2 separate regions of the Hordeum vulgare genome follow, and region 2 is linked to region 1. Evidence: chromatin contacts called from public Hi-C data. All regions are on one chromosome and are shown on one strand. Each heading gives the region's core, a stretch centred on a gene start, on an enhancer-like site or on the middle of the called end of the contact. The rest is flanking DNA. Distances are from core to core; before and after follow the strand shown. Region 1 has its middle 25 kb from the start of LOC123445452. Region 2 holds the start of LOC123445453 (hexokinase-3-like).

Region 1 (5,443 bases), core at 887-3,386:
GTGCAGCCTTGTATCTCGAGCTCTTTTTTGATGGCAAGGATGTAAATAAAGGTTGCAAGCTGGATTTTTTAGGGGAAAGTTGTAATCTTTTTTTATTTTGCTGGGTGGGGAAGGCTGTAATCTGGATGAAGGAAGGAAGAAACGTTTTAACCAGCCTCGACATTCGGATATCTATGCCACAGCACTTAACAGGGGTAGGCCTGCAGTTGGTTTACTAGGCCCGGAATAAAAGAACCCAGACGCAAAGAATTCGGGCGTGACTACGTCTCGCCTTCAGCACGTCTGGCTTCGGACTCGCTGAACTGTGAACAAGCTGGGCTAGCCCACGAGCATGCGAGGCCACAGCCGCATTTTCATGTCTTTTTAATGATTTTTTTACTTTCATTTTCGTACTTTTTTTATAATTTAAAATAGTTTAAATAGATATATTATCAAAAATATTATGTACATAGAAATATTGGATAAGCATTTGAAAAATACAGAATAAGTACTAGAAAAATGATGAAAACTTGTTTGAATTGTTATTGAAAAGGTATTTAAAACTGTTGAACATGTATATTGAAATGTTGAACAATTATTTGAAAAATATTTAACAAGTATTTGAATATTTCTATCAAGTGTATAAGATTATAGAGTGAAAAAAAATGAAACAAAAAATCAGAGAAGAAAAAGGAGAAGAATGAAAAAATCAGAGAAGAAATAAATAAAATAAAAAAAGAAAAATGGGAGGAGATTTGCTCCAATCGCATCTAGTAGGTCGCAATCCTATTACTAACGAGTAACTCAAAATGGGCAGAATGTTCAACTGCACTGGTTATCCCCCTGAAGGCCAGGGTTTGCTCCCTTGGTGAGCCCCTTTTCTTCCTGGTTTTATCGATGGGCCGACCGTAGTGATTACCTTGACATGAGCCATCCCTACGGACTTGTTTAATGCGATAAATGGTGGCTGCGAAAGAATTCGCGAGAGCTATGTTTCGTTTATAGCAAGACGACAGCTTCACTCGCGTCGAGGATGAAAGCTGTTCTTACTTAAAGGTGTGTGCATATGGGCCGGCCCATTTTTGTACATTCTCTTGCTGTAGGCTTTATCCGAGTTTTCTTTTCTTTCTCTATTTGGTTCTTCTTTTTCATTGTTATAACTTCAGTATTTTATCAGTTGTCTAAGTTTATTTCGCAATTTTCACAGACATTTCGTTTTTTCCTTTCTTTTCTTTCCTTTCCTATTTTCTTTATTTTTCTTTGGTCTTTTATTTGTTCTTAATTTTCATCAGTTTTCTTAGTTTTTCTTCGGTTTTGTTTTTCTTAACTTTTCTTCCGTTTCTCATGGGTTTTCATTGTTTGCTTCATGTTTTCAATTTTGCTTCATTTCTAAGATGTTTCTTTTGTTTCTTTCTTCTATATAACCAGTATTTCTTTGTTTCTTATTTTTATTCTTCAACACAAGTCCACATATTTCATACACATTTTCCATTTTTCTAATATATTAGAAACATTTTTAATGCCTGTTTAACATTTTAAACGCATTATTAACATTTTATTAAAAATTTATTTGATGACCATTTTACGTTTTTGAAATATATGATTACATTTTTTTGTAAATGATCAACATTTTCCATATTTTATGTTTTTATGTGCAAACTTTCAATACACATTCTACATTTTAATATACAATTGGAATACTTCATAGACTCTTAACATTTTTTAATAAATGAATAATATTGCCTAAATATTTGAGTTTGATGACTACTTTTATCATACAAATTCCCCATCTTTTGTACTCCCTCCGTTCCTAAATATAAATCTTTTAAGATATTTCAATAGGAGTCTACATACGAAGCAAAATAAGTGAATCTACACTCTAAAATATGTCTATATACATCCGTATGCAGTCCACTAATGAAACCTCTTTAAAGACTTATATTTAGGAACGGAGGGAGTATATATGACGAATAATTTATATATACATATATATAATATTATTAAAAAAAATATGCATGATAAATATTTTTTTAAATACTTGATTGACAATTTGTCATACACATTTTTTTTCCATAAAGAAGCAAACGAGGATGTGGCCTCCAGTTAGCTGGGCCGGGCCAGTCTTGCGCTCCCTCGGACGAGACTGCCGAAAGAATTTTTTGTTTTTGGACACGCTGCCCAAAGAATTAACGGTGGTGACTTTACGCTGGGCCATGAAGTAACCAGTAGCTCATAGTGCTGCCTATAGAGGTACATTTGTTTTTGCCTAAAACATGATACCTTTTTTCCGACAAATTTCAATCTAATTAAAAATATAGTAAAGAAAAAATATTTATGTGATCCAAAATATCTGCACATTACATATATACATCAAAAACATGTTCATATTGAATTTCTTGTATGCGTACATGTTAAAAAAATATTTTGACATGACAAAAAATGCTTTACGTAAGAAGGAAAAGTGTGCAAATATTTTATATATGTTTTCATGTAACTAAGAGTATATCCAACAGCCACCCAACGCGCGACGCGCTAAAAATGAGTTTGCGACGCGCCCTTCGTCCGTTTTGGCGCGACGGCCAGCGCCGGCTCCAGCGGCCGCTGTAAAATGCGGCGCGCGCGCCTAGCTCCAGCAGACGCGCTAAAATGCAGCGCGCTATCGTTCAAACAATATATGCGCTCAAAACACAAGCAAAAAAGATCAAACACAAACTAAATAAATCAACATAAATAGTTCAATTTCATTACAACTCAAACAAATAGTTTATCTTTCAATACAACAAATAGTTCAACAATACAACATCAAATGCACAAATGATGATGCTCTTTGTCGGTTATTCCATGCCCACCATTTCTCGATGAGATCCTTCTGAAGATCGACACGCATTTCGGGACACCGAATGACATGATAAGAGACAACAAAACGGGCCACCCTTTCAGCCCCCGCCGCACTCGTACGTGATGTCCCAAAAACTCATACTGAGAGTAGTCTAAATATTGACCACGCTCATTCTCGATGATTATGTTGTGCATGATATCACAAGCATACATGATGTTTGAGCGAGGGGCGGCGGTGACTAGACGGGCCATCTTTTGATCCCGAGCAATGGGCGGCTGGGTGTTATTCGTCAGACGACTGCCGCGCGCGAGGGGCGGCGGTGACTAGAGAGAGATGGAGGAAGCAGCGGCGGCACAGGGATAGGCCGGGGAAGCGCCGGAACAATCGTCGGAAGAAATGGGGTGGCACGGGCGGCGGCGGCGCCGCGGCTCGATGGATAGGTGGAGTTGCGAGCAAGGGCTCGAGTATGCAGCGCGCGGGAGCAGGCACAACAAATAAACGACGCGCGATGACGTTTTCGTCCGCGCGCCGAACTGGTTTTGCCGCGCGCTCGGTTTTTGAGCCTCCGCCGTAGTGCCCCGAGCGGTAGCGCGCGCAAAAACGATCAATTTTGCAGCGCGGCGCTTGTTTAGCGTGGCTGATGGAGATGCTCTAAAGAAGTGTCCGCATAGCTGTTTTAGCTATTCATATTGATTTAGTAAGTGTTGATTTATGTTATTTTCTTGTACTTTGAAATATACCCACGCATTAAATATGATGTAAATTTTAGAAAGTGTTCATATATTTTAAAAACATTCAAGTAATTTAGAAATTTAATCAGAAAAAAATTCGTGGAATATGGGAAAAAATGATTTCATGGCTAGTTTCTACGTTGGATGAGTAGATCGGTAGGAAATCGATAATCTACACGTTTTTTGCTTGATTTTGTGCACTGGGGTTCACTTGAGCCGCCAACCCCTTCATGGTCCCCAATTGATGTAGAGTTTGAGCTAGGGTTTGTTTGTTGGATATAATGATTTATGTGCCCAATTGTTGCTAGTGTTTCTAGTCGAGATGCTATTATTTTGGTCCGGCAAGTCATGTTGTATCCTGCATGCTGCCATGTGGGTTAGATCTTCATTTTGTAGATGGAAGGCAAGGTAGTCAGATGTTTAAGACATTATTTTTATCTTACTGTATTTTTGTTGCTTGCAGTTATTCAACTTTTTTTGGTTGAGCTGAATTCAAATGACCATCACATTGTTTTTAATTGTAGTTGCATGATTTAAGGTTTGTTTAGAAACTTCTTTGTCATTTATTTTTGTTTGACCTACTAGTATTTTGCTTTTTTGTGTTGTACCCAGTACTTTTTTTGCAGCTACCTGCTAGACAAAGAAACAATGGAGTCTGATGATGTATTTAGCCAACGTTCGCAGCAAAACGTTTGCGTGAAATTGCCAACACGAAACTCAATCCTACCAAGAGGAAATACATAGATGAAACTGGCTTTGGTGATCTTGCAAGCATCTCACCTTTCACAGTGCCGCACGATCCGATGGAGTGGTAGACAATGAACATCAATACTGGCAACTCGGTTATTGAACCCACCTTATCTTCTTTGTTTTTCTCTGACAGCATGTCCTCAACATGTAATTTTTTGAGATCATGTTTTGACAACAACATTTTAATACATTTTATAGGTTTTTAGGCTGAACCGGAATAAGGTTGTGGTTTTTACAAGAGACATGGTGAAGAAGGTTTTCAATATTCCATCAGGCAATAGAACAGTTGAGCTTTACAAGAGACATGAGCAGTGTGACCTCCACAACATTTATTACAAGAACGGCAGGGCTCCAATTGTGCATACAATGGATGTGCTTCACAAAGCGAGAAATGATGATGGTGATACTACCAAGAGGTCATGGGTGCTCTTGACGCTTGCAACAGTTTTAACCCCACGCACCGGGAAAATGGTACCCTTAGAGTGCTTGAAAAGCCTTGAAGAAATAGACAAGGTCACTGAATTCGCTTGGGATGAGCATGTATTAAGCGTTGCGATGAATGAGGTCAAGAAGTGCTAGGACAAGATTAAATCACAAGCTAGCACGACATTTTGGGTTGGTGGGTGCTTCCCTATGTTAGCGGTACACATCTTTTCTTCTTAGAATTTTTCAATCACCTCACAATATGTTTTTTGTTTTTTGTGATCAGATCTTTTTGTCTGGCATATTATGTGTTTTGTTCTTACCAGGTTATTTGCATGGATAATTTGATGTTTCTCAAGCTGCGATAAATGAGCACCAACTGAATTATTCTCTTCCAAGGGCTTGCTTTGTGCATCAGAGTGACTTTGATCCTGTGTTGTAATTTGACAAGAATAAGGTATCTTTGGGCAAAGCCTCATTCGGGAGGTGTCGTGTAAGTTTTCTCTCCTCATCTCTTTTTAGCATTTTTTTCATTTGGTTTTTATTTTGCTTCTCCTAATGTGTGACGTGAAGTTTCGGCATTTGTGAGAGTCATCGTACGCGGCATTGTCTCTAGAAGGTGCAGTCACAGGTGTTGATGTTGGCAGCTGCAGTGGAGCTTCTCAAGATGCAGATTGTGATGATACTCGAGATTGTAGGGCTGAAGATGTCAACATTAATG
Region 2 (5,443 bases), core at 1,758-4,257, 370 kb before region 1:
GGCGCGGTCATTCTGGCAACTGAATTAACCAACATGAATGAACTATTATTCCAACATTTAAGCACACAGAGACACCTTCATAGCAGATGAACAACCTATATTGGCATATTGCACATTGGCATCATGTGTTAGCTTAGCTGTCAGCACACCTGCTTACTGCTCACGCTCTCTGTCGGCTGTTACTATCCCAGACTAATTGTGTGTACATTACCACAGTAACAGTAGACTATTAGGCAAGATGCTATAGTTGGCTCATCACTGTCATAACACGTGCTCAAATTTTTACATGCCAGATTTGCAAACCAATATTGTACCATAGTTATTCTGTTTACAGAGAGATGGGTGGGGGTTAATACACAATGAAGAGGTATTCCAGGTGTCCACTTGCTGTGTGGTCCAATGTGCAATTACATAAAACATGAACAGGCTTAAACAGGTCAACAAACTGATACATTGTCACTAAAGAATAGTAAAAGAAAGAAAAAGTTATATAGATGTCCCACGTTGATGTTTTAGATTGCTTCCCTATGAAGGAGCTTTATATATTTTCAAATACGATTTTTGGTCAAACATTAGTCAATACTATATTGCTTCACAATTCATAGCACACCACATCTACCGAAGAAATACCAAGTAAAAAAGTTTCGCTGTGAATGAGTTTTATATATTTTAAAATATGATTTTGGTCAAACATTAATTAATACTATGTCACTTCACATGTCATAGCCCACTACATCTAACGAAGAAGTACCTACAAAGAAGTTTCCCTGCGAAGGAGTTTTATAGATAAAAATTCAAAGATGATTTTGGTCAAATATGAATTGATACTATATTGCTTCACATTTCATAGCACACTGCATCAAGCGAAGAAAGAGGCCACACTGGCAATGATCAAGAAACATCAAAGAACTAAAATCCAAATAAGTGACAGAAACAAAAGTACAAAAGGCCAACCAAAACCAATGTGGATCTGTCTGTTGCGGAGTTATAGGTTCTACCAGCAGGCCAAGCTGTTTCAAGTGCAACAATCCAATAAGCCACCGATCGCAATTACGCCAAGACAAAGAACAAGTTTGGTGAACAGCTTAATGAACGATGGAGCTCGGTTTCTGTTTCGGCCTTCGGTGCGCCACCATGCTTGGCGTCGAATCAGACGAACCGCAGAACAGGCACAGCCTTCCGCCTTTCAGCTCCATTGCGTCCTCTACAGTAGAACACGGAGGAAGGGGGGAAAAACTACAGCAAAAAGGCTGTGATTCGACACACAATCGACACGAGATATTCTCCCAACCAAGATGGGCGGCCTCCCAAGCAATGATTCTCGTCTGACAGGGAGCGTCACCGGCCACATTGCGATTGTGGGATACAACCTGGCCTGGGAAGCCAATGCCGGCCACACACAAGTGTTGGTAGATTCATGTACTCCTACTAAAGATGCCCCTTTATGGTGGTCCGGGCAACAACCCCGCCATGAATGCAAGCTCAAAGCAACAGGCGACAGTGGATGCCCCAGGCAGCAGCAGCAGCATAAGCGCCCACATGTCTAATTCTTGGCATCTGGCATATTGATTATTTTCGCCCCAGAGCAGCAGCATCAACGCCACGGCATAGCATCAAAACTAACTAAATCCTTGGAAGATACAGACCCTAGAGACGAAGAAGCCACAGATGGGTATGGTTCTCTGCCGTCCCAAGAAGTTTAAGTGGCAGCATTGTGGAGTTCAGATGGCGGGCGGCATTGTGCGGAATCGAATAAAGAGTGGGCATTTCTTTCTTTATGAACACAATAAACATTGGGGGGAAAAGTAACGGCCCAGGTGCGTTTACTGTTGGGGTGAATGAAGGCATGAGAAAGGCGGGGAGGTTGCGACCCGGATACGTTTGGCATTCCACAACAGGGCCAGACATGGCCGCCGAGCAGGATTCGCAAAAGGGGGGAGGACAAAACATGTGAAACCCATCCAGCTTAGCAGCAGCAGCAGCAGCAGCAGCGTTCAGTCCAAAAGATGGATGGCTGGCTGGCAGACCCAACCAATGCATATGAACTCGACGGAGATGTGGTGCTCGCAGCAGCATCTCGTCTCCGACGAGAAGAAAAGCGTGAGCCCCGGCAAAAGGACGGCGGGGGAGGGGGCGAGAACCTCGGCGAAGTGGGGGGTGACCACATTCGCGTGCGTAAAGGCGGATTAGCGAGGCGAGATTGGAGGGCATGATCCAACCACCGGAGAAAGAAAGCGTTCAAAGAAACAGATAAAGATGGCAAGAACCAAAGGCTTTACATGTTTCCTTTTTTCCGCTCCGCCGAAGAATCGCCGGAGTTATTTAAAAATAAAAACGAAAATAAAAGCAGGGGGGGAGGGAGGAGGAAGAAACCCGAGGAAAGCAGCGCGAGGAATCGGCGAGAAAAAGACAGGCGGCGGCGGGCGGAGCGGGAGTAAGGGGGAAGGGGGGACCTTGGGGGCCGTACCCGTTGGGGAGCGCGTCGACGAAGGTGAGGAGCATCTTGAGCTTGCTGCCGCCGTCGGAGGCGAGGCCGGCGTGCATCTCGACGACCATGGCGTCGACGACCTGGCGCAGGCGCGCGGCCGGCGTGGCGCAGCCCTCCTCGAACTCCCGCAGCAGCGCCACCGCCCGCCGCCACCGCGCCCTGGCCGCCGCCCGCCGCGCCACCATCACCGCTGCGATCGCGCACGTCGCCGCCGCGCACCCCGCCGCCACCCCGAACCCCGCCCTCCCCATCTCCCGCCGCCCGCCGCCCGCCGCCGATCACGCCACCATCCCCCCAACCTCTCCCCGCCTCCCCTCCCTCCCTCCCTCCCCCACCAGCCGCCCCGCCTCGCCCGGCCGGCCACCGACCGCCGCCCCCCGGCGCGCCGGAGGGAATGGCGAGGAGGATGGAACAGAGCGGCGGGCGGCGAGCAGTCCGGTCCGGTCCGGTCCGGAGTGGGGAAAGGAAAGGAAAGAAAAGAGAGAGACAGAAAATCAGGGGAGAGAGAGAGAAAGCCAAGAGCGTGGCTGCGGCCTGCGTCCGCTTTAATTTATGCTGGGGAGCGCCATCTTGCCGTCACCCCCTCCGTATTCCGACGTATTCGAATACGGTCCGGTCCGGTTTCCAGTTTTTCGAAATCTTCTTTTTCCCCGGCTGCTGGACGGGTGGTTTGACCTGCCGCCGGTCCGTTGGGCTTCCTTTCCGTGGAGGGTTTTAAAACAAAGCCGCGGGTTTCAGGGGTTTTTTCTTTTGAGAAAAGGGTTTTCATGGCGTGGGTTGTAAATTTTGTGCCCACGGTTCTTCTTTCTTTCCTTTTCTGTTTGGGAATGCATTTTGAATTCTTGGGTACAGGAATTCTTCTACAATTTAAATGACTCAATAAAAGCTTTGTTTATTTGTTTGTGCCGCAAATAACGGAAAATGGATGAAAGCAGTGAAACGACGAAATGTTCATGTGATTACCTTATTTAAGGCCATCCCATTGCATATTTTCATCTAGCGGTCAATTAAAATATATTGTTCTCGTCTATAACAGATTTGTGATGCTGGGTTTGCTTCGCAATTTTGGCCGGTAAAGTGTTTGGGCACGATCGTAATTTTTTCTTTTACTAAATTGGTTACCATTCTTCGAGATAATCCTGAACAGTTGCCAAAAACAGGTGCATTGTTATTGTAACATTGGTGTGCCTAAAAAGACGACATAGGCATTTGGAGACGCCAACCATTTGGTAAAGATTTAATATTCCCTTTTTTAACCATGTGTGTATATAGCATTTCTCCTATATTTTGGGCCTACGTGTGTTGTATTAGGATATATGCAAAGACATCGGTTCTAGTTGAATCATTGGCATGCCAAAAATGATGAAATATAGTATTTCTTCTATATTTCAGTTCCATATAGATTGAAGTAGCTAGGACGTCTATGAAGGAATTATCTGGCTAAATCATTATCATGTCACGTATGGTTATCATTATTCTATAGGGGAGAATACAATGACCTTATCAATGAGAAATTCCTCTTGATTTTATCATACTCTTGATTTTAACTACCTCAAAAGGTTAGGGTGTTTTTGCATTTTACAAAATAATACAATGACCTTATTCATGAGAAAGTTGTAAACTGAAAACTTATGCAAAACGTTGCTTTTTTAGACAAAACAACATATAACTTAATACCGCACGCCAGCTATTGACAACCCAGAATACAATCAATCATAAAAGGACAACAAAGCAACACCGCTCATTTGGCGATGACGTTGCATCCTCAACAATGCGAGCAAGCCATTAACCACGACAAAGCAATGTGAACGACACATGACACAACGATACAAAAAGTGCCAGCTGCAACAATTACTCGACCTGCTACCAACCCATGAACCGTGACAAAGCAACCTAGACGGCACATGACACAACGACGCAAAAAGTGCCAGTTGCAACAATTACTGGACTTGCCACCAACCCATGAACCGCGACAAAGCAACCTGGACGACACATGACACAACGATAGAAAAGTGTCATCTGCAACAATTATTGGACTTGCCACGAACCCATGAACCGCGACAAAGCAACCTGGGCGGCACATGACACACCGATAGAAAAGTGCCAGCTTCAGCAATTGATGGCCTTCCCAAAAGGTGGTGTTACATTCTTACTAGTGCCAGGAAGCCATGAACCACGAGAAAGAAACATGGACGACACATTACACAACGACAGAAAAGTGTCAGCTTCAACAATTAATGCCCTTCCGAAGAGGTGTTGTTACATCCTTAGCAGTGCCAGCAAGTCCTGAACCATGACAAAGCAACCTGGACGACACATGACACAATGATAGAAAAGTCTCGGCTTCAAAAATTAATGCCTTTGCCTTAGAGGTGGTATTACATCCTTAGTAGTGCGAACAAGCCATGTACCGCGACAAAGCAACATGATGGCACATGACACAACAACAGAAAAGTGTGAGCTGCAACATGTAGTGGTCTTGCCCAAGAGGTGGTGTTACATCCTTAGGAGTGCCAGCAGGCCATGAACCACAACAAAGCAACCTAGACGACATATGACACATGATGAGTGATATTTTTACACTAATTTCAACCTCGTTTAAACCAAGATATTTTATTATAAGAGAGACATTCGCTATGATATGACCTGTTTACCTCTAATGACTAATGCATGCAAAGGATTCCACAAATCCTCTCGTTAATGTTTTTCCGCATGAATCGGGCTAAAAAGGGAAGAAATCATGTGGGGGAATGGAAATGAAGGAAAATGGAGGAAGAATCAATCACGAGGAGGCGTGTGAGGCCATCCAGAGCAAAAGAAGGTGTTCCATGCAGTCATTTGGCGTGGAAACCGAGGGAGGTCATCCATGTGAACAACTTTTATAAAAGGGACCTCGTCGAAGTGTCAAGAAAACAACGTCGAGCGCAGCGAGGACCTCTTCATCATCTTCGTCAT

What was found. A called contact is a pair of places that touch in the nucleus more often than the background predicts.
Region 2: a contact with region 1 is called in a Hi-C map of leaf, with 4 times the contacts expected there. The contact joins the promoter of LOC123445453 here to the enhancer-like site in region 1. A contact is called at or near these places in 3 of 6 Hi-C or Micro-C datasets (leaf and seedling).

The regions. Positions count from the first base shown.
Region 1 is chr3H:592,982,099-592,987,541 of MorexV3_pseudomolecules_assembly, reverse strand. No RefSeq gene overlaps it. Among protein-coding and RNA genes, the nearest start is that of LOC123445452, 25 kb to the right of the region's middle. Within about 2 kb of position 2,136, at least 2 of the 3 cell types and tissues checked have open chromatin away from gene starts, as enhancers often do. A contact at or near this core is called in leaf, where this site is marked.
Region 2 is chr3H:593,354,177-593,359,619 of MorexV3_pseudomolecules_assembly, reverse strand. It overlaps LOC123445453 (hexokinase-3-like), which reads right to left and starts at 3,007. Exons shown (of 9, transcript XM_045122438.1): 1 at 2,468-3,007. The coding sequence starts at 2,739.